2 separate regions of the Gossypium hirsutum genome follow, and region 2 is linked to region 1. Evidence: chromatin contacts called from public Hi-C data. All regions are on one chromosome and are shown on one strand. The core of a region is the stretch at or near the end of the contact, and the rest is flanking DNA. Distances in the headings are between cores, read along the strand shown.

What was found. A called contact is a pair of places that touch in the nucleus more often than the background predicts.
Region 2: a contact with region 1 is called in a Hi-C map of leaf, with 2.8 times the contacts expected there. The contact joins the enhancer-like site here to the promoter of LOC107887734 in region 1. A contact is called at or near these places in 4 of 34 Hi-C or Micro-C datasets (anther, callus, leaf and 1 more).

The regions. Positions count from the first base shown.
Region 1 is chrA11:111,534,611-111,537,469 of Gossypium_hirsutum_v2.1, forward strand. LOC107887734 (E3 ubiquitin-protein ligase ATL6) reads left to right here and starts at 1,435. Exons shown (of 1, transcript XM_016811969.2): 1 at 1,435-2,859. The coding sequence starts at 1,499.
Region 2 is chrA11:111,609,992-111,612,780 of Gossypium_hirsutum_v2.1, forward strand. No RefSeq gene overlaps it. Among protein-coding and RNA genes, the nearest start is that of LOC107887718, 19 kb to the left of the region's middle. Within about 2 kb of position 1,345, at least 1 of the 9 cell types and tissues checked has an H3K27ac peak or open chromatin away from gene starts, as enhancers often do. A contact at or near this core is called in leaf, where this site is marked.

The DNA.
Region 1 (2,859 bases), core at 185-2,684:
TCACCTATATACAAAACACTATAACTTTCTCTAGATTGCTTGACTTGTAGTAATATATATTATTAAGAATTTAGAACATATATGAAAATTGAAATTTCAAATGCTAAATTGAAAAAAATTACATGATTTAACATATTTTATGAATTGCTTCATATTCTAATGGAATAATTTATTTGTTTAGGTTGAACTCTAAAGATTATTTTATTATTTTAAATAGATTAGAACTTTTAAATATTATTTTTTATATTTGTTGAGTATTTCAGAGTGTGTGTCTTTCGAAAGAGATTAAATCATGTATTTATATGATATAGTTATTGTTCATAAATGTGATTTCGTAAGTAGGTTCTCATGTATGCCGTCACGTACTCTACTCTAGGGTTAACACGTGTTTTCTAGATATGGGTTCGCACAATATAAGTTTACCTACATGGTAGTGCAAACCCACATCCTATTGTCTATAGAAAGATATGTGAATACCTCACATGCAAACTCAAAGTACGAACAACATAATGTACGAATCAAGACTCAAACAAATAATCGAATAGTGGCTGAATAATAATGAATACCAATATTGACATTTATTTTACGGTTGAAATTATACCATTTTTCTTGGATCTTACATATTTAATTTCTCTATTTCAATTTGTTGAAATTTATTCTTTGTATGTTTATAAAGTTTCAAAATTTCAATCTTGTGTCAGTAGATTTTATTTTATATTATATGGATAAGGAAAATTGTGTAATAAGTTGAAATGACAAACCATTTTTTATTAGATTATATACACTAATTTTTTAGAAAAAAGAATGAGAAATTGAAAACATTCAATTCATGTGAATTTTGATAATAAATAAATTTATTAAAATGTGAAAAGAAAAGAAGAAAAAGAAAATATTTATTTTTTCAGTCAAATCAAAATGTTGGGTGACTTGACTTGTTCAATGTATAAAACCTCAGCTTATGGCTTGCTTTTTCAATCTATACTCTGAATTTTCTTGTAAGCCATTTGGATTTGCTTAAAATATTCGAGTTTAGACGGTCTAAAAAAAGTTTGCCCGAGTTATGACCGGTTCAAGCTTATATTTTTACTTAAATTCTCTTATTTTTTAAGCGAACTTTTAAATTAAATAATCTAATCCATGTACATGTAGCATGATACTGAAAATAAGATGTCTATAAGTTTATTTTTATATTAAAACTTTAGTAAAAAGGTTGATTGTTTTCATGAATAAAATTTTTTCAATTTTAGATTTGAAGAAGGAAGGTAATCTTTATATTTAGAATCATTAATTTGGACTTACCTTGAAACTTTTTAAATCTGCTTGCATGATTATTTTTACTTTTTTTCTTTTTAAAATCAGATTCGAAAGAATCACAAATTTGCTTTATAAAAAAAAGGCCTAACCCCAGCAATTTCTTGCGGCCTTCCTTAGAATCTAACTGGAAACCAATGCCATGATGCCTTTGAAGTTTGAACCGACTAAAAACAACTCAAAATAAATGGTAAAAAAAAAAATTATCTGGATTTTTATTGAAAAAAGAAAATCGCAAAAGTCTACTTTTACTTGGGAAGCTTCCTCCATCGTCAAACAAATGACTCAGCCATCCCTTCCATTGTGGCTGCCCTCAATGAAACACCGTAGAAATCAACTCCATATTTGGAATTGGACCCACCCCTTTTTCTTCTTCTTCTTCCTCTCATTTAAAACCCCACTGCCTTGTTTTTCTCTCACTCTCTCATCCCTCTCCAATGCTCCTTTCCTCACCATGTCGTACACCACCCACCATGGAGTCTTCTCGCTTTTCTTCTTGCTCTTCCTGCTCCTCTCCCCGCCGCCGTCCTTCGCACAGAACTTCAACCAAGACGAAGAAAATTACGCTCGTTTCAGCCCTTCCATGGCCGTAATCATCGTCGTTTTGATCGCCGCTTTGTTCTTCGTGGGTCTTTTCGCCATTTATATTCGGAATTGTTCCGACGTGTACACCAACAGACAGAGCATCCGCCCCGTCGCCGGGCGTTCATTGCGCGGCACGCGTGGGCTGGACGCGTCGGTGATCGAAACTTTCCCTATCATGGTTTACTCCGAAGTTAAGGGTCATAAGATCGGCAAGGGAGCTTTGGAGTGCGCGGTTTGCTTGAACGAATTCGAAGACGACGAAACGCTGCGTTTGATACCCAAATGCGACCATGTTTTCCACCCTGAATGTATCGACGCTTGGTTAGCTTCTCATACCACTTGCCCCGTTTGTAGAGCCAATCTCGTTCCTCAACCAGGTGACCCCGTGAGTCAACTCACTGCATTAAATAACACTGCCGTCGAGTTAGACCTTGAGGCTCAGAACAATGGCAGTAACTCAGAACCGGAAGAAGAAAGGAGCATAAATAACAACGCTGTTAATTGTCAGGTAGAGGCTCAAGTGGCTTCGGAGGTTGAAGTGAATAATTTGAATGTAACTTTAAATAGGAACCGTACACGTGGATCAAGATCTGGCCGTCCACGTAAACTTTCTTTCTTGCGATCTCACTCGACCGGACATTCTTTGGTCCAACCGGGGGAGAATACAGATCGATTCACTTTACGATTACCAGTTGATGTTCGGAAACAATTAATGAACCGAAAGTTGAATCGGGCGACAAGCTTAGTGTTGCCCAGGGAAAGGAGTTCACGCCGAGGGTACCGAGCATCAGAAGATGGAGGGAGTAATAGAGGGAAACTGGACCGTGGTGCCAAATCGGACAGGTGGGTTTTTAGTATGACGCCACCTTTTTTTAATAGAGCATCTTCCGTGAAATCACTAAAAGTCGCTGCGCATGATGGTGAAGGGACCTCAAGTAATTTGCCGGTTGGAGCAATGGCTAA
Region 2 (2,789 bases), core at 95-2,594, 75 kb after region 1:
TGGTAAATTAATTTTTATATATTTAGATCAAAGAGTAAATTAATCATTCTCTTAAAAACAATTAAGTACTGACAGAGCAATCAAATAGTGGCCCGTGATGTGCTACGTATACATAATGTTGTTGTGTAATATTTTTAAAAAACTCCTAAATATTTTTTTATAATTATTTAACCACATTTAGGATAATATAGATATAGTTTTTCAAATAATTATATAAAATAGAAAAATATTTAAAAGCATTAAGAACCATAAGAAACTATAAAAAAAATTATTGTAAAGGACGTAATCCTCGACAAATTTAGGTTGTTTTTAATCATTTTATTATTAATATTTTTATAGTATTAATTAATTTTTTATAATATTTTATATTTTTATATTTCATGGTTTTCTAAGTAAATGATTAAAGTATTATTTACTTTAGATTGTTTTTAAAGTGAAGCTATTTGCTACATTTACTGTAAAGTCTAAAAATTTCACAAAAATATTACGGATTGACAAGTGTTATATAATGATATAGTAAAATATCAAAAAGATGAATATAAAAAAAAAAGACATACGCTAATTTTGTAAGAGTGCTTGTGGAATAAAAAAATAAACTACTATTGTACCAACTATTCATCCTTTCTTTTAAAATTTAAATATTTATTAACATGATAAAATGCTACATCAGTATGATATACACGTGACACAACATATGTTTGATTGCTCTACACCATTGTTTAACAATAAAAATTGATGAAATTTTTTGTAAAATTATCAGTTTACTCTTACTCAATTTTTAGTAGAAAAGACAAAATATAATTCTATTTATAGTATACCAACCTTCATAATATTTTTAGCGAGAAAGCGTTGAGGTGAGCCAATTCTTCTTCTAACTCACTCTTGATGATCGGTCATCAGCATTACAGATTTGCCAAGCTGAAACCCAGAACCTGCACAACAATTAGATTTATTTTATTTTTAGAATTTATCATTTTATGTGACCGTAGACGGACTAATGATTGAAAACTAGAAAAGAGATTTTAATAGTAATGAATTTCATCGTATTTGCTTTTTTTTCATATAATATTTAAAATTATCTATAATCACTCCCTAACCCATAAATAAGAGAATAATATGCTTCAGCGCACTCAAAATCACATACTCCTGCATTAAAGCATGCACATATTAATAAGTTAAAACTCAATCGACAGAAATATTATTTTTTAATAAAAGGTAAAATGCAAGAAAATCAGTTTTGATAGTAACAAATGTTTAGATTGTTCAAAAGGTTGAAGGTTGGTGCATTTACTTGAAGGACTCTTTTGAGATCATTGTAAATATATACGGCCCAAAAGCCCAGTCTTAAGAGGAGACCTAAGTATAAAAAGGAGAAAGGAAACCTTAAAAGAGTAGAGTTATACTTGAAGGAAGCAAGGACTATATCGTAAATTCATTATTTGGATAACAAATAAAAAAGTCGGATTTAGATTTCGGCAAATCCGAATCCAATTTCATACGAGTAAAATTTTGAATTTCAAAATCCATTTTAAAATTTGAAATTTTCAAAATTTAAGATTGATTAAAAAAATATGGAAAGCTTTTTTTGTTCTTTCTTCTTTCACAAGTCCTTCAAAACCTAAAGAATAGATGATTTATTTATAGTATATTATCAACAAAGCTCAAGGTTTTTAGAATTGGATCGATAGGTGAACCGGTCAAACCACCGACTTCTGACTCAACCGAGTTGGTTGATCCAATCGGTTTGATTCAATAAATTATTAAAAAATTAAATTCAGATAAAATTGGTTTAACCCATGATTTGGCCAGTTCACGAGTCAACCAATTTGACCCCTTATTTCGAATTGATACCTCGACCGATTCCTGATCCAATCAATTTGATCCTATCCAGTTCTGAAAACAATGACGAAGCTTCATGCATTTAATTTAATATAGTATAAATATTCAAAATTTTCATTTATTCCATAATTTCCACAATTCTAATTTATAAACCCCTAACTTTTAACTTATAATTTCCATAATTTGGCCAACGGTTCGCTGGTCTTACTGGTTCAATCAATTCGACTGATTCATCCAATTCCATTAAACAAATTATTAAAAAATTCATAAAAATAAAAATATTTTAAAAAATCGGTTCGTCCAATCAACCAGTTTATACCGGTTAACGTGTCAACTAATTTACTATCTTTCTCCATATCAATATCCTGATTAGTTCCCAGTCCAACCAATTTGTCCAATCTAATTCAAACAACAATGTTCAAAATCCTCCTAAGTAATTAATTTTTTTTTTAAAAAAAGCAATATTTTTGAAACTTAGAATTAGTTGAAATCCAAATCTAATTTTGAATCATCCAAATAATAAATTTGGAATAACTCAAAATCTTGAATTCCGAATATTTTAATTCTCAAACAAAGAATTTGAAAATGATAAATTCATAAATCATAAATTTCAAAGCTAAAATCTTCAAATCTAAATCTCAATTCCCAATCACTACCTTAATAATTTTGTAAATTATTCATCAGGAAACCTAAAATAGTAATCAAATTCCTCATGTTGTATGATTTGATTTGAGTAAAGTTATTATTTCATTAGTAAGGGTTAATAGATGAAAAACATAAATTGTATGGACCTACAAGGAGAAGGTGTTACCAGCAATTATGGATTAAAAAGTAATTTACATTGATTAATCAATTTTTAATAGAAAATTTATACTTTTTTCAATCTACTTTCTAATGAGATGTGAAAGTTATTATGGTATCTTATTAAAAGATAAACAGTTATCTGGTAA